6 separate regions of the Mus musculus genome follow, and regions 2, 3, 4, 5 and 6 are each linked to region 1. A link is a contact called in public HiCAR-type, HiChIP or PLAC-seq and promoter capture Hi-C data. All regions are on one chromosome and are shown on one strand. The core of a region is the stretch at or near the end of the contact, and the rest is flanking DNA. Distances in the headings are between cores, read along the strand shown.

Region 1 (3,770 bases), core at 1,089-3,588:
GTAGACATTCAATACTTAGCATGTAAATTGTGTGGCTCACAGCCACTTAACACTGTAGCTCTAAGAGGATCAGATGCCTCTAGCCTTCACAGTTACCTGCATTCACACACACACACACACACACACACACTTAAAAATAAATCTTAAAATACTAAGACTATTCATTCTGATTAAACAGGAAAAAGAAAAGAAAAGGAACGAAACTAAGGCTGGAGAAATGTCCAGCAGCTAAGAGCACTTGTTGCTTTTGAAGAAGTCCAGAGTTCAATTTCCAACCCCAGCAGGATGGTCCCCACCCATTCACAACTCCAGTTCCAGATCTGACATCCTGCTCTGACTTCCATGAGTATCAGGCTTATAGGTGGTGCACGTACATATATCCAGGCAAAACATCGCTACACATTAAATAAATATTAAATAAAGATATAATAGGTGAGTAGATCTAGTGAAAAAATAGGGTAGGAGTGTTAATGGATTACATTACAAACTGAGACTGGCTGATTAAAAAAACAAAAACAAAAAACATTACTCTAAAACATCACTTCATCAATGAGAAGCTGAGAGTAAGCCGAGATCATTATTCCTAAGGTTCAATTGCAGAAACACGGGCTGAACGTGTTTCCCCTCACTTTCAGTACCATTTTTCTCCTACAACATCAACCACTAATGAACTGAATGCAAAGATGTGCTGTGAGCTGAGGGAACCACAGTTAGACAAGAAAAGCAAGAGACTTTGCCAATGCAGGATAAGAAGAGTCCTATCTTCTACAGGGTGCAGGTTGTTTGACAGCCAGATCTCAACACAAAGAGCTCTGTCTTGAAGACTGTTCATTGCAATCCCCCTGAGACCTGGGGTCACTTGTGGCTCTAATCTCTACCTTTACCTGAACCGTTTTCATCCTGCTCGGAAAATGACTGAACCCTTACTCTTGTTTCAGGCCTCTCTAAATCCTGTGGTGGGGACAAAGTAAATCATGAAAACCTACTTCATCTTTGGCAGGTTCAAAATGGGCAGAGGTTTCAGAATGTACCAAAATATCCCACCCAATATCTCTTCCCTTCTTTATTCAAACAAATCTGAAACAACAAAGGTTGAAAACTTTCCACTCTGCCTTATTATAACCATACCATGGGTACACAACCGGCTGGGGTTTTCAGTAGCCCGAGGGAGGTAGGGATGTGTCTGCTCCCAGCTCACTCACTCCCACAATAAACAATCACTAAACAGCTTGCTGCCCTAGGCAACTGCTTGTCCAGCTTGGCCAGGCTCTGAGGCTAGGGTGGGTAAGTGTTCTAAGCCAGAATTCAGGCTGTGAGGCCAGGTAATGCTTGGGAGTCTAGCACAGCTTGGAGGTCCTGGAGGTTCCTTTCAGAATCATCCAATTAAGTTCACTCAGAATGACAGGGGCTTGGGGCAGGGGAGTCGACAGAAGGAAGGTCAATTGAAGGAACCGTGGCACATTTATTGTAAATACATTTTTTTTTTTTTTTTTTTTTTTGCTTCAAAGGTTCCCTTCTACAGCTAGGGCCAGGTGACATCTTAAAAATACCACCTCAGGAAGAATAACAACACCGATGGGGGCAAAATGAAATGGCTTTCTTTTCAGCCATTAGATCCCTCCCGGCCCAATATCAGTGAATAGAACAGGTGGGAGGGATTCGGGAATGGAAGAGAGGGCACGCAGATCAGATGGCTTTAGGAGGTGTCTTCTCACACTCAGCCACAGATCCATCGGACTGTGACAATTCCTCCTTATTGTTGAGGATTAGGGTGTCTCGGCGAGGAAGACAGAAAAATAGGTGGATTACATAGGGGAATTAGAAAGACCACTTAAACGTTAAAAACAAGACCCACCAAAAAATTGGTCCTCAGCGGGTCCAAGTGTGGGGGGAGAGACATCCCGACCTGCGCTCGCTTTCCATGAAGTCCCCACCCCCCTTCCCCTCGCTTCTCCATTTTCAAGGCATCCTTCTCCAGGAACCGGTCCTCTCAGCCTCCCGGCGGGGAGGCGTTCCCGGCTCGTGGAGACCCGGGGCATCCCGAGCAGCGGGCTGCTGGCCACGTCCCCACACTTCCTCCCGCGCCTCTGGGGCCCGTCTGGTCCGGGTTGCATTCCCGGCCCGGCGTGCAGAAGGCCGGCGGTGGGCGACGCCCGGCCGGCTAGCGCTCCGCCCGCCGCCCGTGCGCTCCTGGGTCCCCGCGCCCGCGCCGCGCCGCGCCGCGCCGGCGCCTCTGCCGGCCGCCGGGGGTTATGAATGGGCGCAGCGGAAGCCCCGCCCCACCCGGACGTGACGCCCGGCCAATGGCAGCGCGGGCTGCGTGGATGGATGAGGTCAGCGCTGTCGTGTCGGGAATGGAATGTGTAAGTGTAACATTCAGAACCGGGTAACATTCGGCGACCGAACGCGGCGGTCGGCAGTGATAGCGCGGGGCCTGCGAAGCACCGCTCGGGGCCGGCACTGCCCGCGGGGAGGACGCGCCGCCGCCGCCGCCCCGCGCCGCCTCGTGCCGCCGGCCGGGCCGCCGCGCGCCCGGGGAGCCGGCCCCGTGAGCGCAGGAGTAAACACCGGCGGAGTGTGGGAGCCGCTGCAGAAGGGAATAAAGAGACATGCAGGGATTTGTGAGGTTACGGCGCCCCAGCTGCAAGATGCACTAGCCGGCTGAAGCCGGGGCGGATTGACTTGTTGGAACCGTAGTGCTCTGCACCGGAGTGTGGATGAGTTGAAGTTGCTTTCCCCGGGCTCGTTCTCCACGCCGCCGAGAGGAATCCGAGCGGAGAGGCAGTCACTTCGTCTTGCCATTGATTGGGTATCGGGAGCTTTTTCTTCCCTGCTCTCTTTCTTTTCCTCCGTCTTGTTGCATGCAAGAAAATTACAGTCCGCTGTTCGCCCGCCCTGGGTGCGAGATCTTCTGCCCGGCTCTCTCCCGTGCATTGTGCAGCCCAAAGATGAAAGACCGAAGGGGAGAAAGTTAAAGAAATCGCCCACATGCGCTGGATCAGTCCACGGCTTGGGGAAAGGCATCCAGAGAAGGTGGGAGCGGAGAGTTTGAAGTCTTTACAGGCGGGAAGATGGCGGACTGGAGCTGAAAGTGTTGATTGGGAAACTTGGGTGATTCTTGTGTTTATTTACAATCCTCTTGACCCAGGCAGGACACATGCAGGCCAAAAAACGCTATTTCATCCTGCTCTCAGCTGGCTCTTGTCTCGCCCTTTTGTTTTATTTTGGAGGCGTGCAGTTTAGGGCATCGAGGAGCCACAGCCGGAGAGAAGAGCACAGTGGTCGGAATGGCTTGCACCAGCCCAGTCCGGATCATTTCTGGCCCCGCTTCCCGGACGCTCTGCGCCCTTTCTTTCCTTGGGATCAATTGGAAAACGAGGATTCCAGCGTGCACATTTCCCCCCGGCAGAAGCGAGACGCCAACTCGAGCATCTACAAAGGCAAGAAGTGCCGCATGGAGTCCTGCTTCGATTTCACCCTTTGCAAGAAAAACGGCTTCAAAGTCTACGTGTACCCGCAGCAGAAAGGGGAGAAAATCGCCGAAAGTTACCAAAACATTCTAGCGGCCATCGAGGGCTCCAGGTTCTACACCTCGGACCCCAGCCAGGCGTGCCTCTTTGTCTTGAGTCTGGATACTTTAGACAGAGACCAGTTATCACCTCAGTATGTGCACAATTTGAGATCCAAAGTGCAGAGTCTCCACTTGTGGAACAATGGTAGGAATCATTTAATTTTTAATTTATATTCTGGCACTTGGCCTGACTACACTG
Region 2 (4,118 bases), core at 639-3,138, 1.5 Mb after region 1:
TTGTTTTTGTTTTTGTTTTTTGTTTTTGTTTTTCAAGACAGGGTTTCTCTGTGTCGCCTTGGCTGTCCTGGAACTCACTCTGTAGATCAGGATGGCCTCGAACTCAGAAATCCACTTGCCTCTGCCTCCCAAGTGCTGGGATTAAAGGCATGCACCACCACGCCCAGCCCAATTTCTGTTTTTTTTTTCAAGGCAGGGTTTCTCTGTGGTTCTGGCTGTCCTGGAACTTGCCCTGGATCAGGCTGAGTTTAAACTCCTAGATATTTGCCTGCCATTATCTCCCCAGTGCTGGGATTAAAGGCAAGTGCCACTACCTAACTGGCACAATTTTTAAAACAATTTACCTTTTTTTGTTTTTTGTTTTTTTGTTTTTTGAGACAGGGTTTCTCTGTGTAGCCCTGGCTGTCCTGGCACTCTGTAGACCAGGCTGGCCTCGAACTCAGAAATCCACCTGCCTCTGCCTCCCAAGTGTTGGGATTAAAGGCATGCACCACCACGCACGGCTTAAAATAATTTAAACATTTATATTTGAGTACTTTGGTGCTGAACTCTGGGTCTTTACTTCGGCTGGCTCGTCTAATACAGATCTGGTGATGGAAAGGTAGCTAGTAGGGACTTCTCTGAAGGGACTCTAGCCAGCCCAAGCACTGCAGGCATCGATCTGTTAGGCCTTGCCCTTCTCCCCCCATTCCCTCCATCAAACCAAACCAACAGATTGCATTCCTAAAGCTAGCCAACAAGGTCCATTCCCTTATTTGGCCACTTCCTCCTCCTGTGGATGACTACCAAAGTCCAGCTATCAAAGGAAGTCCAGCACTCAGCACCTCCCTTGGCTCACCTAATTAACATACCCAATTAAAATTAAGCACTTCATCCTAATATGGGTTTTCCCCTTCACCTTTACAAGCTGCCATTGTCACATTTGTGTCCCTGCTTTCCAGAGGCAGTGTCCTGTCAAACTATGTATGTTGTAGGATTAGCTAGTGGATATTTTTTCTTTATAAATACCACACAGTTTTAACTCCCACTTAATTCTTTTGAGAGTTTTATTTCTGCTTTTTAACACCCTGCTACTGCTTTCTAGTGTAACTCTTCTATGATGCACCTTTGATACTTTGTGGAGATTTTCTCTGTGAGCCAGGATGCTAATATTCCTTCTAGACTTGTAGAAGTGGACATTGAATCATTGAATCATTAGTAACATTTTAATCCTTGCTGTCAGATTGATGCATAACAAACCCCAAATAATAGCAACAACAAAAATTAAAGGTTAGCATACAATATTTTCTGCCACAGTGTGACCATTTCATTACTTTTGAATAAGGAGTAGGGAAAAAGTCACTCTAAAGCAGAGAATTATTACAATGGCTTCCTACAACAGATGTAGTGTTTTCCAGTCACGATAATATGTATTTCAGAGCTCATGTCATAGGTCAGCATTATTCGTAGAGTCTGCATTCTGAATACTTACCATGACATCAACTTCCACACTACAACACTACAGAAAAGAACTTCTGAGTATTTTACCCAGGTAAATCTTTCATTTTAGAGACTGATCAAAGTTAACCATGTTTTAGACATTTTCTGTATATTCTGAGTGGGTGTAGAATAATGGCTCTTGCTTCTAAGCTCTTTCTCTGTAGTCAGAGTGACCCTAATCAATTACTGTGGGTTGAGCAGTACGGGCCAAACTCCGCGCGTGCGCAGAGGATTCCCACAATCTCAGGGAGGGTTGGGGGAGGGAGAAACACCACCGAGGAGGCGGGGCCCTGCCCAGCCTGCTTCCAGACACCGCCCCCCCCACCCCCAAAGCCTTAACATAGCGTCACGGAGCCTCGTAGTTCCGCTTCCGGCGCCTCACGCTTCTCTTTCTTCCTGTCTGGCTGGAAACATGGCGTCGCGCAAGGAAGGCACCGGCTCTACCGCCACCTCCTCCGGTTCTGCTGGCGGCGCGGTGGGGAAGGGCAAAGGCAAAGGCGGCTCCGGAGATTCGGCCGTGAAGCAGGTGCAGATCGACGGCCTGGTGAGTGCGGGTTGCGGCCACAGGCCCACGTGTGAGGCTGATCCCTGCCGGGCGCGCTTCCTGCCGCCTTCCCCAGGCGCGGGCTGACCGCGCTCTCCCCTCGGCGCCCTTCTCCTTCATCTTCACTTTTGCTCGAAAGACACCGCAGCCTTCCCTGTTTTCCGACGAGAGACCTGAGTGCTGAGAAACGGGGCCGGAATGGGGGTATGGGACAGCTTGGCGTGGTCTGGCTTTTAGAGGCTCAGGAGAGGAGGGGTTACAACCGAATGACAGTTGTGATGGGAAGGATTTAGGGTTCTGTTTGGGGCTCTAGGGAGAGGAGTGAGGGGAAAGGAAACACCTTGGCTTCCCGGAGGGGCGTTTGCCAAGTGCATTCTCAATAGATTTACTGTGTTAGCGTGTGTTAACTTTACCTGGGCTTGCAGAACTGGGGTAAAACTCTTAGGCAGAGTTCAGCGTGAACCCAAGAAGCCATAGGACACAGCCGTAAGTTTATTTCTGCATAAGATCCATGACTTAGAGTATCTGGGGAAGCTCGGGGGAAGGTAGTGGATGGAAGAGAAAATATGCGAATCTAGAAATGAGGTGGGGTTCTAAGCTTTAGGAACCTTCCTCCTGAAGGTTGTGGTGGCACATGTCTTTACCCTGAGCACAGGTGAGGCCCAGGCAGGCAGAGCTCCACGAGTTTGAGGTCATTTGGCACCGAGATCTTGTCTCAAAAAGAAAACCACAGAGAAAAGAAAAAGGTCATCGTCGTCGTCTTCTTCTTCTCCCTTCTTTCTCCTCCTCCTTCTTTTCTTCTTTTTTCTTTTTTCCCCAAAGCACCCTTTTCTCTCAAACCAGTTTTTAGGTATTATCCATTAGGTATTTTCTAAAGACTTTTTTTTTTTTTTTTTTTTTTTTTCGAGACAGGGTTTCTCTGTGTAGCCCTGGCTGTCCTGGAACTCACTTCGTAGACCAGGCTGGCCTCGAACTCAGAAATCTGCCTGCCTCTGCCTCCCAAGTGCTAGGATTAAAGGCGTGCGCCACCATGCCCGGCTAAAGACTCTTGTAATAGGGATTTTTTAATTTATGTGAAAATTGTGATTGCAGCAGGCAGTGTTTAAGTGGAAATTATTAGTAATTTCACTTTGGACTATAGTTTAGTTAGATTGTCATGAGGCTTTTTTGTGTTTGTTGTTTAATATAACCTGATGTTTATAGACTTAGTCTCTGTGGCCCTAAGAAGTTGGCCTTAACCAGCTTTAGTTACCTCATGTGTTCAGATGGGATTGAGAAGTAGTTAGGCATTGGTGTATCGTTTGGATTATGTGAAAACCTGTATGTGGTGAGCATGGGAGACTGTAAGCTGTGCTTGTTACTGACTGTAATACCTGTGGATGTCAGAGTTTGAAAGATGCAGGGAAGAGCTTAAGTTTAGAAAGCTTTATGCCTCCAGTTAAGTATCACTTGCATAGTACTGTGAAAAAGAAATGTTAGGTTGTTTACTTAGCTGACAGTTTCAGCTTTCAATGGCTTTTTGAGGCAGGTGCCTTTTAGGAATAAATAATACATGTTTAAAGATCGCAAATTAGTTGGTGGGTGGACTTGTAAAGTATCATTTCAACACTTGGAAAGTATTTTAAGTCATAACTTATGTCTTAACTGCATTTTTGTATAATTTGAAACCACTCTTTGAATTACTTGGCTTCTAGAGTTGTAAAAGTCAACAGGTAGGTGTTATAAATCTGCCTGGTAGATGTAATTACAAGTATGTATTTATTTTAGGACTGGGTTTGGACATGGTGGTCCACACCTGTAATCCCAACACTTGGGAAGGTACAGCAGGATTCTGGGGAGTTGTCCAGCAGCCTGGGCTACGTAGTGGGACTGACTGTCAAACACGACACAGTAGAACATACTTTTAGGGCAGTCTTGTAACTGCCGAGCTGTCTCAACAGGAACAGTGTCAGGGTGCCTTAAGATTGCAGCAGGTGGGAACAGACAGGGCCATTTGAGTTCAACCGGCAGGCAGTGGGCCTAGGAAAGTCAAGACACTTATTCTTAGTTCTGGATTCATGGCTCACTGTTTTCTTTTATCTGGGGACTGATTATT
Region 3 (3,629 bases), core at 911-3,410, 1.2 Mb before region 1:
CTGCCAAGTTATTAAGTACAGCAAGAATTGAGAACTAACTACTATGGTAGATAGGAAAAGGAGATATGAAGTTGGGAGGGGCTCAATAAGTCACCTCTTTGCTTTGTTAACCTTTAGTACTAGTGTCCCATGAAGTGTGGCACATCCACAGGTGGATCCTGAGTATCACTTGATTTAGTAAGACTTCCGTGCACCACACACACACACACACACACACACACACACACACACATACATACATACATACATATGAAAGACTTCTGTGTGTATGTTTTACCTATATATTTGAATAACTATGAGGAACCAACCTATCAAATTGGAGATTAACTGTACATTACTCCTGAGGATTGAGCCTAACTTCTACCAAAGTTTAAGCTGTGCCTCTATGTCTCCAGATCCTCTGTAAATTTCAGGATAAGTAGGACGTAACTAAAGCCGTGGGAAGAACTCGTGAAAGAGGAAGCAAGCACGTGGAACTTGAGGAACACGGCAGGAAAGGAGCCCAGAATCTGGGAACTCTTTCTCTGCAACGCTTCCTGTTTTAAAAGCTGTGTCCCCTCCACAGTCAGGAGTCTGGTCCAACGCCATCTCCTCCCTGTTCCTCTCACATGGATGCCTGCCACCCACCTTAGTCATTCCTACGATGCTGAATTGGGCTCAAATCCGAACCCATGCCAGGGTCTTCTAGTGTCACACTCACTATCTGATCTCAGGTGCCACTGCCTGTGACTCATTCACTTGGGTCTCTTCTTTCAGATTCAAATCTGAGCTAAACCCAAGGTGGCTTGGCTACCTAAGCATAATGGGGCAGAAAACCAATGCCCACAAGGTTTTCAGCTCAGCAGCACAAAAGGGAACCCCGAGTGACCTAGATCCAGGTTATGCAAACTCGCAGGAGTGGATGAGGGTTGACATGAAAACCCTAAACAGAGCAAACAGAACCAGCCGACAGGAATGACACCGCTTTGCTGACATGTCTTTCTATTTGACATTCTCCCAGCATGACGCAACCCCAGTTGCCCAATTTCTATTTGCACATTTCCCCCTTGTCCACAAGGAGCTTCAAAAACTCCCAACTCCACAGCATTCCTTTCGCTAAGTTCAAGTGTCTAGTTCAACAAGGTGGCAGGGCAGGCTTGTGGCATCAACTTGACTTTGGGCGGAGCAAAGTGTTCTGAGGTGGTTTGGAATTCTCAGGTAAACTTAGAAAAGGACAGGAGGTGCAAAGGCAAGAGCTGAGGCTGACTGCCCCACTTCCACTTTGCCCCTCCATTTTCACACCCACTTGATTACACACTGCCTGCTGCACCTACAACCTCACCTTTCTCCCTGCCCTGTTCTTTCTCAATCCAAAGGGCACTGGCTATGGCAAGGGTGAGTCTGGTGAAAACCATACCCAGGCTTCAGCCTCCTCTTCCTTTCCCTGGCGCCTCCCGTCCAGGCTTTCCACATCCTAACAGCTTCCTGGCCACCCAGTCATCAGTTCACCTTTGCACCACCCAACAAAATGGCAGGTTGGCAACGGGAAAGGCCGAGAACGCTGGTTCCTCCTCTAGTCAAACGCAGCTCCTATCCAAAGCCCAGAGTCCCCGAGATCCAACAGGAGAGGGCTCCTGCCCAAGTCCCTAATCATGGGCCCCTAGCCTGATCGGTCTCTAGGGCACATTTCCATTCCAGGCCGGCGAGCAGGTGTCCGCGTAACAGGTGCCAGGCAAGAGGCCCGGGTCCTAAGTGGAGAGGACCCCGAGACTGACTCCAGTAAAAGGCCACTTCTAGAGGATGAAGGCTGAGGGAGGGGTATTCAGAGGGACCAACCCCGGGCTGGGGGCAAGGATGCTGCCTGTCCATGCTCCCGGGACTCGATCTTCACCTAAGCTGCCCCACTTACAATCTCCAGACAGACGAAAGCTCCGGAGTACGTCCTTAGGATGTCGGGGCCAGCGGGCAGGGTGACCCGGGGCGCCGGGAAGGACACGGCAGGGTTCGGGGGCGGCGGGACTGCTCCGCCGGCCGACATGCTGCCGCTGCTACGTCTCCGCGCACCGCCACCGCCGCCACCGCCTCCCGCGTCCCGCCGCCGCCTCCCGGGCTTGGCCGCCGCCGCCGCCGCCGCCGCCGATCCGATCCGTGGGGTTCAGGCGTGCTGCTCGCGGAAAGGGTGTGGCCACGGGCCCTCTGCCGACAGAGGCCCGCCCCGTCACGTGGGCACAGGTGAGCGCGCCTCCGCCCTAGCGACAGTCAGGGTCACCAGCACAGGTGTGGTGCGCCCCAGCCTCAGCGCCAGCTCTGCAGCCCTCCTGGATCTTCAGATCACTTGCTGCTCCTGCACTAACTGTCTGCTGGTTCCCACCTGCCCATCCCACTCAAGTCTCCCCGCTGGTCCTCACCCACTTTCCCCAGTTGGGTAGGAAGACAGAGGCTGTGACTCAGAAGGAAAACACCAAGTTGCCAGGCACACCTGGAAAATGGGATGCCTGTTTTAAAGGCGATTCTAGGGGGATTTTCAGGGTCATGTAGCACATTGGAGTCGTTGGCAGTGGGACCCTGGAGGAAGGCCTTGAGTCATTTCTGTTCTGGTCTCAGAAATCCGTACGAGGATGTCCACCAATGATGGGCAGAAGAGTTAGGTGTACAGGAAGCGATGTAGCTTATAGGATGGTAGCTATTTTTTCCAGTTTTGACGTCAATAATCATACACAAAATGTTAGCTTCATTACGTTTCCACACAGACACTTTTTATTCCATTTTCAGAAAGGTATTCTTTGCTACTGCTTTTAAAGACTTAACAATTATTAAAACAGAACAGGACACTACTACATATGAATCCCAAGCCCCAGTTTCCCCCCCTTGCATTCCCATTTTATTGGTTTTGCTGTCAATGTTCTGAAAGTGGAATGAACAAAGGGACATTTCTCAGAGATCATCTAAAGATAAGTTCCACAGATCAGCACATATGTAGACCACGTTGGTAAAACCTGACCCAGGCATGGGGATACACGCCCGGAATCATAGTACTTCACAGAGTGTGGATTGCCCTGAGTTTGAAGTCAGCATAGACTGCAAAGCTGGTAATAGAATAGCTTGGGATACCTAGAAAGAACCTGTCAAGCAACAAGAACAGCAATCAAGTATGTGGATATGTAAATGTGTGTCTACTATACACATATGCATGCGTGCACACATGTACACGGACACACAAACCTATTCGAGTATCGGACATTCTACAAATTGAGTCTTGTTCTGATCTATTAAGTTTAGCTCTTGAACTGTGAGTTGTTCCCTGCATGGGTTGTCAGCAGGTTTTACCCTATGTCTTCATTATTTTAATAATCGAAACTCTTAGGTGTGGTGGTGGCACTACAGTAAAAGCCACAAAGGAGGGTGTGGATGAAACCTTGTTTGGGCTTCCTGACACCACCACCTGTTAGTCACCAGTTTCTGGCAGTTCGTGTGTGCTGGCTATCTAGTAGGAAACCTCAACTTCTCTGTATTGCTTTGTTCAATCGATGAACTTTTCTGTGTCCAGATCCTGATTGGCAAGAGATCTTTATATTTTATTTTCTGCCTAGGCAGCCCTTAAAGGATCTTCAAAGGTGAGGCCACTCCCGAGAATTTGTTATGGAAATGCC
Region 4 (3,835 bases), core at 253-2,752, 1.4 Mb before region 1:
TCATTTCTAAGACAGAAACACAGAACAAAGACCAGAATAGATGCTGAAGTCATGCTCCAGAGACCCTATTCTCTAAAGAAGAGATGGTCTCCAAAGAGTCATCTTCTGTAGTAGTTTAGGATTTACAACCAAATAGGTTCACTGGTCAGATTGGGAAAGGCATTAAGTTTTCTTGATATTGAAGCACAGTATGTCACCACTAGCTGAAAGGGAGGGAGGGAGAGAGAGAGAGAGAGAGAGAGAGAGAGAGAGAGAGAGAGAGAGAGAGACAGAGAGAGAGAGACAGAGAGAGAGAGACAGAGAGAGAGAGAGAGAGACAGAGAGAGACAGAGAGAGAGACAGAGAGAGACAGAGAGAGACAGAGAGAGAGAGAGAGACAGAGAGAGAGACAGAGAGAGAGAGAGACAGAGAGAGAGACAGAGAGAGAGAGAGAGACAGAGAGCGCTTCAGACTCTTACCAAGGGTGGTAGGTATGACCCTAATTACAGTACCTGATGGGAAATTGATCTCCCATTGATTACTTCCCATAAGTCTCGGTTGGTGAGTTGCCTGCATTTTATTTTACTGTAGCTCAGATTGGAGTGTCATAGTCCTCCCAGGAGAAGGAGTTGCTTTGGCTCCAATTAGGACAATTACAGGTGTGAAAGCAAACTCTCTGGGCTGCTGCGGGTGGGGGGTGGAGGCAGAGGGGGACTATAGACCTGGGGGTAAGCTCATACTTCCATCACCCCAAGTGTTCCCCTGGAGCTGGCCAAACTCTGGCCCTTAACTCTGTTTTCATCCCTTCTCTAGGCGGCAAGTGACCTACCTGCACGGTGCATGTTTCCTCTCAGCCTGATACCCGGTACATTGAAAGCTCTCCACACATGTCAATTACTGTACTGCACTATTGCTACAAATGTTTTTGCTTAGTTCTCTGGGAAAGTAAAAAAAGAGGGCCAAGTTTCACCTAGCTGCCAGAGGAGAGGTCAGGCCAAGAAGGGGACAGCAGGGTGGGAATGGAGGTAGGATTACCCATGCAAATGCCAGTCTGGTTGTTGGGGTCTGCGCTGCGGTCACAGTAGAGACCACTGCTCTGGTCACAGGGTCTCATCTCAGAACAACTCTCCCCGCGCTGGCGGGCGCACACCGGACAGCAGGAGCAGCCGTCCAGCACCGAGCGCACCCCGGGGGCGCAGGTCGGTGATATACTGGGGCACTTGGGTGGGCACCGAGAAGGGCAGCGCAGAGATGCAGAGACCTAGGAAGATCGACGAGACAAGAAAACGAACTCAGGTTATCAGGGGCGAACCAAGGCAGGGTGAGCCCGGGACGGACCAGAGGCAGTCCAGGAGGTCCAAGTAATCGGGGGCATCTTAAGCGTGCGCCACTTACTTGACTTAAGAGATGGAAGAGCAGGAAGCCTAGGCAGAGGCATCGCTTTCGCAGGAAGAGGCTCATGTTCTGCCTGCTAGGGCTGTTACAGGCTGGAGATGGGACTGCCCCTTCACCCAGGTCTGGCTGAGCGGCGAGCGCCACCCGTGCAGGTTTTATAGTGCGCTCCAGGGACGCAAAACCGGTTGGCTGCACTGGGAGGAGGGGGTGGGGTGGGGGGAATCAGCTGGGTGGGGAAATAGAAGGAGCTCCGCGGTTGCCTTGGTGATGGGCCCCAAGGCAGCTCTCCTTAGGGCGTGGCGCCCGGCCTGAGTATGCCTCTGTGTGTGTGTGTGTGTGTGTGTGTGTGTGTGTGTGTGTGTGTGTGTGTGAGTGAGTGGACTGGCTTTTCCCTGAGCACAGGGAGGGACTGGGTGGAGCCCGGAGGCCAAGACCCCGAGCCAGCTACAGCTCGTGAGAAGGAAACACCCTCTTCCTCTGGGTGGTTGCTTCACCTTCCCCCTGACACCGCTACTTCCTAGCACCCTCCGCCCTCACAGTTCCAACCAGAGCTACAAATGTGGAGCTCTTGATCGGGATGCTTAAAGTTTGGAGCCATATGAGCTGGGCAGGGATTGGCCAGAGGCCCAGAAGTTTAGTCATAAGGGAAGCACATGCAAGTTTGTCACCCTTTATTGGGGGACTCTTTGAAATATTTTGAGGGGGTGGGTAGGAGGAAAGGACACGACACGACACACACACACACACACACACACACACACACACACACGAGGGAAATGAAATAACAGAAAAGAGTCACTTCATCAGAGTTGGGGGCTGCTATTGGCCAAATGGCCAAATTCTTCTGATTGTAATCACGCCAAGATTTGCAAAGTCTTAAAACCCAAGTTCTACATGCTCAGTAGAAATAAACATGAAACAATGGAACACAAATAAAAACGGGAGCAGGGAGACGTTTTCTAGTAGAGGAAAAGTCTTGAAGCATCTGCCATATGACATCAGATGTAAAACTGCTTCTAACTGCCTCACTGGCTTGCACTCAGTGCCCCATGAATGGAGCAGGAGCCTGAGAGAGGATGCTTCCTGCTTGACTTGACTCTCCAGCTGGCATTCATTTGCAAAAGAAAAAGGTGATGTGCTGAGGTATGCTTCCCTTCTGTCAGAAGAAATAGAGAGCAAGTTTGACCCCTTCAAAAATGACCAGCAGGCAGTGGCGCACACCTTTAATCACAGCACTTGGGAGGCAGAGACACATGGATTTCTGAGTTCGAGGCTAGCCTGGTCTACAAAGTGAGTTCCAGGACAGCCAGGGCTATACAGAGAAACCCTGTCTTAAAAAAACAAAACAAAACAAAACAAAACAAAACAAAACCAAAAAAGTGACCAACAGATTTAAAACATGTTTTCGCCTTGACTTCAGTATTATGCCCCTTGGTGGGGAGGGACTATGCGCACGCAGCCCTCTTGAGGATAGCTACTTCAAATCACCAAACCAAACCAAATCAACCAACCAACCAACCAACCAACCAACCAACCAAACAAACAAAACACTTGGTGAGCAAGATTATACAGGCTTGTATAGCTCTAGACTTTACAAAGAAACAAATTGCCCTTGCATTACTGACCTTCAGCAGGAGGGAAACCAATGGCAGAGTGCATAGGGAGCCCGGGCTGTCCCTCTAATACTCCAAGATGGCACAGTCACTTCTACCTCCTTTATGGCTATTCTTTTAGAGCTCAGAACTGCTCAGATGCATTCCCACAATGGTGACAATTCTGCTTTTGTTTGGCACACTCTGGATGAGAAGCATGCAAAGTTTAGGCAGAGGTAGGGGAGCTAATTTGCACATCTGATTGGAGGCGTCCATCAGGTTAGTGGGGCTCATGTATCACCTGGCTCTGCCATGCTTCCATCCAGCTGCACATCCGAGACAATGAGAGCGCACGTCTCCCAAAATCGCTGATTCTTGACCCTCTCCAGGGTGGCTCTTGGGATGTTGAATTTTAGTGCCTGATTAAATGGAAGCTAACTTTGGGCAAAGGAATTGGGCACAGCACTGAGTTTGGGCTTCAGTCTGGGAAAGGGTGAGGAAGGGAAGAAAGGTGTAATTTAAGGACAAGGAAATGGCAGACACACTTCTATGTTATGGCTAATCTGGTGCTGTTATGTATTCAAATGCTGAATACTGGCTCCTGAGATTTGGTTACCCCAGTGAACAAATCCTCCTGTATACCAAGTGATGCTATGTAACCTTGTTCCCTAAGTTAATTGGTCAGTAAAAGGCTAAAGCTCTTGATTGGATAGTTGATAAAATAGGTGGGTTTTCAGTTACCTGGCTGGGGATCACAGGTAGAGAGACTGGGAGAGAAGAAAGGAAACCAAGAGAGGAGGAAGCCACCATGACAGGACATGGACCATGAGCATCTGGCTAGAAGAAAACTGCAAGTAACAAGAGTCATA
Region 5 (3,666 bases), core at 974-3,473, 1.4 Mb after region 1:
GCCTCCGCCTCCCAAGTGCTGGGATTAAAGGTGTGCGCCACCATGCCCAACTAATACATTTTTTAATTTGTAAATTTTTTAACATCATAAGGTCTTCCTGACATTATTTTAAGAGCTCCACCCCAGCTCTATTTGCCCATTTGTCAATAATTTTTCTAGGCAGTTTTGCTGGATAAAAGAAACAATGAATACCAAACTGAAACAACACACCTGGAAAAAATACTGTCAATCTTATTTTATTAAATTTCTGTTATAAAAATGGTCACTGTCAAATATTTCCAGGGAGGTAACTGAAATGTTCTTGGTATTGAACTGTTAATATGATGAAGTTTTTGGACAAAAGTCTTAATGATCTATAAGGCTCTAATCCAGGTTCTGCCTCCCCCCCCCCTTCAGTTCTTTGTAACTCAAATCAACATATGCACTCTCCATCCTCTCTAGGCCCACTCCTGAACCCAGATGATTTTGATTTGGTGATTCACCCATATGCCTGGGCAGATCCTACACCCAGCCTTGACATGGCCTGTGAAATCCTGTTCTCAGAGTTGACTCAAATCTTTCCTTTCCCATGAGGTGGGTGTAACTATGAATTAAACTTAAATGTAACACACACACACACACACACACCCCGAGGGATTATTTTCACTCATTTAATTCATACATATTGTATTGTGTTGGTATTTGAAATACGGACTGTTATCCCTAACTTCTTTGCTTCTCTATGTCTGTGCCTGATTATATTTTACTACATATCTTATCCTTAAATGACATTTCTTATCAAAATCCAGATAAACAGCAAAATCATTATCAGTGTTTTATCAGTGTTTTAAACCCATTTCCTTCTGCTTAGTCCAAGACCTTAAGGCATTTTACTTGGGGAGTTTTCTTTATTAAACAAATGCTTTTTTTTTTTAAACAAATGCTTTATACCTTATTTTTTTCATTTACTGTAAAAGCTTTAAAGTTATGCCAAAACACATTGTGATATTCCCAAAAATCTTGTCAATCCTCTTACTCTAAGCTTCCTACTTACTCTAGTGTTTTTGACATATATAATCCTTTTTCAAGAGTTGATCAGTTCCGAGGAACAGCTCTGCAAAACTGTGTGCAGTTCTAAACCAAAATCTGCTACTGTATGTTTTATAATCCTCCTACCGTTTTCCTCTCTCAAATGTGTTGTGTGTTATCATGAGACAGACAAGCAGAACAGAACTGCTTTATAAAAAGGCTTTAGAGAATGACAGCAAGCAGTTTCTCGGTCAGTTATTAAGTCAAATCATAAAAGTCATTACTACGTAGCCAAAAAAAGGAAAGTGGATTATTTTCCAATGAATAGAGGTGAAATCTGTTAATTAAATCTGTCCTGTCAAAGGTTTGTTAAGCAAACTGCCTAAAGTTGACACACGCACCTTCAGCAGGTGTTTCCAAACTGTCAGTAGCTAACTCCCACAGTAAGAAATTTACTGATGAACCATAAGCAAGCATCTGCTTCAAAGAATCAAATGTTGTTTTGTTGGTTTTTGTTATTGTTGTTTTGGTTTGAGATAGGGCTCCTCTGTGTAGTATTGGCTGTCCTGGACCTTGTGACCAAGCTGGTCTTGAACTCACAGAGATGCACCTGCCTCTGCCTTCCGAGTGCTGAGGTTAAAGGCGTGTACCACCACCGCCAGAGAATCAAATGTTGTTAAAGGGAACTTTCAAGAACATATATGAGACTCCATGAATGGGAGACCAAAGTTAGTTTAGGAACTGCGTGTAAAAGGAATCTACTCTCAAAAAATTTCTCCCAGGGCCTCGGTAGCATGCTTTTTGCTGCAAACCTAATATAAGCACAGGTTGGCCGAACCAATTAGGCCTTACTTTTCCAGCAGCTAGCTTAAGATTTTTGTTTCCTTCGTCGCTGTACAAGGTCATTAAAATAATTTTTATTTTTGCCGGGCGCAAAGAAAACTGGCCAACAGCAAAGACCTGCTTTAACTCGAGTTCAAGTTAAACCCCAATTAGTTACACGGTGTTGCGCAGGCGCTGCATTTGCCAACTCTGACGCTCCGCAAACCTCTTCAAGGAACCCTTTGCGCCTGCTCCGTGGCCAATAGGTGGCTGGTCCAGAGACAAGGAAGTGGTCAGCGCGCCTGCGCCGCCCCTTCTGTGGGTGGGGGGCGGCTCCGGCGGGTTGCGCAGGCGCACACGTACCTTTTTGACCGTAAACATCCTGCCGATTTGAACCGAGGATTTGGGCGGCCGGAAGAGCCGCGCCGTAACGGCCGCCATCTTGTTTGTTTGAGTGAATCGGAAAAGGAGGCGGCGGCCGTGGCGGTGGCGGGAGCAGCTCCGAGGCTACACCGCACAAGGGCTCCCCCTCTCCCCGCCCCCTCCCCTGACCCTTCCCCCCCTCCCCGGGCCACCCACCCCTCCCGGCTCCCCGCCGAGATCCAGGTAAGCGATCGGGCCGACCCCTCCTCGGGCTCTGGCTCCCTCCCCGGTGCTCTGCCCCGCCGGGTTGCTCCCGGGGCGCGGGCTCCGCGGCCCGCAGTTGCGGTGCGAGGCGGCCGGCGTTGCGGCCCCCGAGTGCTGCCAGCTCCCGGGCAGCGCCCGGCGACCCCGCGCTCTCCGGGCCCCCTACGTCCCGGGGCCGCCCTCGCCTGGGGGGGTTCCTCGCTGCCCCGGGGCCGTGCACCGCGCCTGCTGACTTCCTAATGGTTCCGCCGCAGTCCAGGGCCCACAAAAGCGACCCTCGGCCGCGCGGAGGTGGGACAGCGGGATCCCGGGGCTGACGGGGAGAGAAGGGGAGGTTTGAACGAGCCCGCTCTCGGAGCTGGCCGCCCCCTCGGGGGGGAAGATGGCTGTCTGCAAAGACGCGGGACTCAGGGCGGGAGCCGTCAGGGAGACTCCTGGGCGGGCGGGCGCGGTGCATCGGGTGTGGAGTCCGGGGTCCGGGTCGCGCCAGGCGTGTGCTGGCCGCAGGGATCGTGGACTCACTCGCCTGTTCTTCTGTCTCCCTCAACCGGATTTCTCTATAATGTATATATTTGTGTGTTGGGCATCTCAGAAATTGGACCGGCTGTTTTAAAACACGATCGAATAACATTGCTTCCAAGAACATGAGTGTAGCTGGTATTCCCCTTAACTTTTCTAAACTTTTTTTTTTTTTTTAATTTCTTTAATGGCTAAGGATCGAGTGTTGTAGAGACGTTCCGAGGCTGGGTGCCTTTTTCGTGGCACAGAAAGGCTTTGAGTAGGCTCTGCCAGGATAGTGTAAGGTGACACTGTCGAGGTGTTCAACTAGACCAAGCGGCCTTCTTCAAATTTAAGAGGGAAACGCTGTGGACGTTTTCTTCGTGCTCTCTGATTTGTTAAGCTGTCTTCAGCGTTCCAAAACGCGTTGGTGTTTGAATGGCTTATGGAAGTGGCTTCTGTACTTCGGCTTCTCTTTACAAAGGAAAGTTAATATTTGCTCTCCTTAAACTGTATTGGAAGAGCTTCGGCGTCGTCCCGTCCCGTGCCCACCACCCCCACCAAGGGTGCAAAATCCTATTAAAAATCAAATGCCAGTGAACTGAAAGGCTGCAGGGTTTTGGAACAGACTGAAGTCGCTTTCTTAAATTGTAAATACCTTTAAGGTTGGAGGCAACTTTCTTTAAGAAGGTATTGGTGAAGGTGTGTGCC
Region 6 (3,832 bases), core at 798-3,297, 1.5 Mb after region 1:
GTTCTGGGCATTAACACACCTTTTGCATTTGTAGATCCTGGTTTTTAAGGAATCTCTTGTAACTTTTAAAAAAATCTACATTAATTTCACATGTCTCCTGATATCTGCTTCCTTTATTTTAACAAATGTCTGGTGATCTCATTAATAGGGTTAAGTATCCAAGAGCCTCCTGTGAGCTTTATTTAATAAGGCTAAAGGAAATGATTTGCAAGACAAGTATGTATTTCTGTGGTTATGCAAACTCACTAGTGGTTTTTATTTTTCCCTTAGAAGTAAGTAAAACATAAAGTAGAATGGTTTTTAAGTTCTCTTTTGTATTCTCTTTTAGGTAGTATTAAAGATAATCAAACATTATCAAGAAGAAGGACAAGGCACTGAGGTTGTTCAGGGCGTGCTCCTGGGTCTGGTTGTGGAAGACCGGCTAGAGATTACCAACTGCTTCCCGTTCCCCCAGCACACGGAGGATGATGCTGACTTTGATGAGGGTAAGGCTATGGGCTGCTGTCAAGTGTGTCTTTGCAGTGAACACAAATAGTGTTAGCTCATTTCTCACTGGAACCTTCCTCTCGTACTGGGTTTGCTTAAGTTTTTATAGTTTCTGGAAAAAAATGACATGTCTGTGCAATGAGAATTTGTATAAAAAAGTTTTATTTGTCCTGTTTGGCATCCATTGTCTTCTGTTTTAAAGTGTTTAAGAAGAGGTAAGTTTTGCTAGCTGTTTTAGAAAGATTATCCTTGTAGTTTAAAGATTATACCAGCCACAAACACTTAGGAGGCAGAGGCAGGTAGATCTTTGTGAGTTTGAGGCCAGCCTGGTCTATAAAGCGAGAGCAAGGGCTTTGTTATAGAAAGAAACCCTGTCTCAAAACCCCAAACCAAAACAAATCCAAGTTGAAAATAATTTCTTTTCACTTTCTTGAGCTCTTAGGACACAATTTATATGTAATTTCTTTAACTTTTTAACTGTCACTATTTTATTTATTAGTCTCTTAGAGACTTGAACATATTATAAATGTAAGGTATATTTTTGCAGAGGTTGATTCCATTATTCCCACCATCCACCTGGAAATCAGCTTTCATTTAGTATCTCCGGAAAAATCCCATGCCTGACTTTGTTTCAGATACGCAACTGCTCGTGTGTCATTTTAAAACTTCTGTATAAAATGGATTTTTTTTTTCTGTTTTAAACAGGCCAGTTTTCATCTGGATTACTGTAAGCTTAAACACCTTTGATAGGATTAATGTTGGGATTTGTGTGTAGTCTGTTAATAGCATTACCAGAGAGATCAATTTTTCTATTCAGCATATCTGGAAATAATTTAATATTCACTATTTCAGGACTAAGGGACAAGTGGTTGTTGATACAGTTGTTTTCTCTTACAAATGAGTTGTAGAGTTTTCTTGAATAAGTGTGGCTGATGAGAGCACAGACCATCTCAGAATATACAATGCCATTACCTGGTTTTGTTGGGTGGTTGTTATTTTTAAGTAAAATTCTTTTGAATATAAAGAAATGATGTTTAGTGCACTTATGCTGTGTAGTGTTTTGTTAATTTTAGAGTTTGATCACTGGACGGTAGCCTCTTATGAGTTTAAGATAATTAGCTAGTGAACATGTACTTTACAAAGCTTGTGTCAGGTTTTAAGTCAAGAAGACACTTGGTTTAGCATTTAGTAATACAAATAATTTTTAAATCCTGGGCATTATGTCCTGTTCTGCTTAATTTAAGATTTCTATCAGCCCTATTCTCTGCATTAAGAAACTGAAGTGTGTGTCAGAGATTAAGATATGTTGACTATAAAACAGCATAATTCCATATCTAATGTCTATTTATGTACAAGTTTCAATCTCTTGGTTTACCTTTAAGAGCTAACGAGGGGCTGGGAAGGTGGCTCCGATTGGTAAGCCTGTCACACACAAGCGTTGAGAACCCAAGTTCAGATCCGCAGCGCTCACATAAAGCTTCTCTGTGTGGTGCACATCTGTAACCCCAGATCCTGGCGAGGGCGCCGGGCAGAGAGCCGAGCACGTCAGTGAGTAGCCAATGAGGCTTCAGGAAGACCCCGCCATTGACCTTTGGTCTCTATGTGTGCAGCACCGTCCCACACACAGACAGACAGACAGAGACAGAGAGACATGCAAACACAACATTCCAGTGAGATTCATCACTTTCGTTATACCTGTGAAAGTATAACATAACACTCTGTATTTCTTCATAGCCTTAGGCGATACATTTGAATTTCGGTTACCTAACCCATCTCTTTTCTTAACAATCATCAGAGTGTGGTCACCATAGGTTTTTTTTTTTTTTTTTTTTTTTTTTGTCAAACTTAAATAAAAATGAAATTTCCCACTATGCTTGGGTATTTTAGAATAGTCCTAAATGTGGATTATTTTGTGTCATGATAAAGACCACTTGTTTTACTCCCTTGTTTTTCATTATTCAGTGCCTCCTCAAATTGGTATTTATTAAGAAAGACGTCATTTCTTTGGCCACCAATTTTATGAAACTGAAATATCAAGTATTTCATAGTTATGGCATTATGTAACTTGGGTTTCTTGAGGTTTTTGTTGTTGTTGTTGTTGGGATATGGGCTTCTTTTGTGCCTTTTATAAAGTGAGGAATTTTAATCTGTGCTACAAATGAAATATTAGCAAATGCTTTAAACTGCGTTGACAAGCTGATTCCTGTACCTGCTGTTGTAAATAAAGTTTTATTGGAAGGCTGTCCTATTTGTTTATGTATTATTCACTCTATTCCTGCTATAGATGTTAGATCTATACAGTAGCCTTATTGGTCCGTATCCTAGATGTTATGTTTGGGCTCTTTGAAACATTGTGACTGGTAATATACCTTTCTTACTCCTTGTTCTCTTCCTCTTGTTTGGGCACAGAATAGGATGATAGTAAATCTGTGCTCGCTGTAGTTGTTCAGTGCTTATGTCTTCTGGGCGATGCACTTAGTTTGCCCAAGTTCAGAATATAGTGTGAACACCAAAATGAAAGCTGTAGTACTGTTGGTGTCACTTCCCTGGCAACCCTGGGAGGTGGCAGAGTAGGTAGCTCTTGCTTTAATTTTCTCACCTTTTCTTTTAAAGAAAACAACACACTCTGGGTTGTTGATGTTTAGTGGGCTTGATTCGCAGGTGTCAGCTTGTGCCTGCACTGTGAAAGAAAGGTTCATTCTCCTGCGACGGTCAGTAGCCCACGGTCAGTCAGTTTCTGTCCTATCCTAGAGTGGCTTTCACTGGGCGCATGCTGATGGCTCACTGAGTGAGTACCAGAAACCTGGTGGAGACAGTTTTCTTGGGATAAAACTGCTTGCCTAGTGGTCTCTTGAATTATGTGTTATATTATTATGTTATTATGATACTGTAAAACCTAGAAATGTGTCTGTCTTCTTTGTTTCTGTTATGTTTTGTTTTTTGATGCAACATAGGTAGCTTTTTGAGTGGTCCAGTTTTGCTCAACTTACATTATAGAATTTGCGTTTTAAGGTTATAGTGAGGAAACCTACTCAGAGAATATATGCTTTTTAAAATGTAAGTTAAAAACCCTCAAGTTAAAATTCCCATTAGGGGGCACTATTATCAAGCTTAGGAGAACTAGAGACTAATTTGTTTTCTCAGACATACAACCCGAGGCTTGCTAACAGCACAAAATATTTTCATCTGATAAGATTCAGATCCTGTTTTATACAACTGAATTCCTTAAATATGTTATAAAGTGTACTGAATTAAACACAGATTCAATAACTCACTGTCTTGTTTTTTAGCAGACTAAATCAATTTAATATTGCAGATGTTACAAAAAGCTTACCTTTTTGTATCA

The links. Promoter capture Hi-C pulls out the DNA fragments that hold promoters and counts their contacts. HiCAR-type assays count read pairs that join an accessible place to other places. HiChIP or PLAC-seq counts read pairs in DNA pulled down with a chosen protein or histone mark.
Region 2: a contact with region 1 is called in an H3K27ac HiChIP or PLAC-seq map of thymic regulatory T cells, with 9 times the contacts expected there. The contact joins the promoter of Eif3h here to the promoter of Ext1 in region 1. A contact is called at or near these places in 3 of 39 promoter capture datasets (liver, pre-B cells and stem cell-derived epiblast-like cells), 4 of 484 Hi-C or Micro-C datasets (B cells, CD4 T cells, CD8 T cells and 1 more), 4 of 115 datasets of contacts at active chromatin or transcription factors (astrocytes, extraembryonic endoderm stem cells, pancreatic cancer cells and 1 more) and 1 of 9 other capture datasets (liver).
Region 3: a contact with region 1 is called in an H3K4me3 HiChIP or PLAC-seq map of forebrain, with 4 times the contacts expected there. The contact joins the promoter of Mal2 here to the promoter of Ext1 in region 1. A contact is called at or near these places in 1 of 39 promoter capture datasets (hippocampal neurons) and 1 of 115 datasets of contacts at active chromatin or transcription factors (forebrain).
Region 4: a contact with region 1 is called in a promoter capture Hi-C map of hippocampal neurons, with 4 times the contacts expected there. The contact joins the promoter of Ccn3 here to the promoter of Ext1 in region 1. A contact is called at or near these places in 1 of 39 promoter capture datasets (hippocampal neurons), 1 of 484 Hi-C or Micro-C datasets (embryonic stem cells) and 1 of 115 datasets of contacts at active chromatin or transcription factors (large pre-B cells).
Region 5: a HiCAR-type map of astrocytes shows a contact between it and region 1, with 4 times the contacts expected there. The contact joins the promoter of Rad21 here to the promoter of Ext1 in region 1. A contact is called at or near these places in 3 of 39 promoter capture datasets (embryonic stem cells, liver and pre-B cells), 7 of 484 Hi-C or Micro-C datasets (B cells, the N1E-115 cell line, Th1 cells and 3 more), 7 of 115 datasets of contacts at active chromatin or transcription factors (astrocytes, cardiomyocytes, embryonic stem cells and 2 more) and 2 of 9 other capture datasets (adipose tissue and liver).
Region 6: a promoter capture Hi-C map of liver shows a contact between it and region 1, with 4 times the contacts expected there. The contact joins the enhancer-like site here to the promoter of Ext1 in region 1. A contact is called at or near these places in 3 of 39 promoter capture datasets (embryonic stem cells and liver) and 3 of 115 datasets of contacts at active chromatin or transcription factors (embryonic stem cells, extraembryonic endoderm stem cells and pancreatic cancer cells).

The regions. Positions count from the first base shown.
Region 1 is chr15:53,344,751-53,348,520 of GRCm38.p6, reverse strand. It overlaps Ext1 (exostosin glycosyltransferase 1), which reads left to right and starts at 2,338. Exons shown (of 11, transcript NM_010162.2): 1 at 2,338-3,770. The coding sequence starts at 3,158.
Region 2 is chr15:51,863,231-51,867,348 of GRCm38.p6, reverse strand. It overlaps Eif3h (eukaryotic translation initiation factor 3, subunit H), which reads left to right and starts at 1,888. Exons shown (of 8, transcript NM_080635.1): 1 at 1,888-2,023. The coding sequence starts at 1,892.
Region 3 is chr15:54,569,897-54,573,525 of GRCm38.p6, reverse strand. It overlaps Mal2 (mal, T cell differentiation protein 2), which reads right to left and starts at 2,160. Exons shown (of 4, transcript NM_178920.4): 1 at 1,889-2,160. The coding sequence starts at 2,017.
Region 4 is chr15:54,743,577-54,747,411 of GRCm38.p6, reverse strand. Ccn3 (cellular communication network factor 3) reads right to left here and starts at 1,502. Exons shown (of 5, transcript NM_010930.5): 1 at 1,375-1,502; 2 at 1,015-1,240. The coding sequence starts at 1,440.
Region 5 is chr15:51,990,317-51,993,982 of GRCm38.p6, reverse strand. Rad21 (RAD21 cohesin complex component) reads left to right here and starts at 2,223. Exons shown (of 14, transcript NM_009009.4): 1 at 2,223-2,436. Gm52217 reads right to left here and starts at 3,008. Exons shown (of 2, transcript XM_030248881.1): 1 at 2,194-3,008. The coding sequence starts at 2,914.
Region 6 is chr15:51,839,121-51,842,952 of GRCm38.p6, reverse strand. It overlaps Eif3h (eukaryotic translation initiation factor 3, subunit H), which reads left to right. Exons shown (of 8, transcript NM_080635.1): 2 at 329-485. Among named protein-coding and RNA genes, the nearest start is that of Eif3h, 24 kb to the left of the region's middle. Within about 2 kb of position 2,047, at least 10 of the 459 cell types and tissues checked have an H3K27ac peak or open chromatin away from gene starts, as enhancers often do. A contact at or near this core is called in liver, where this site is marked.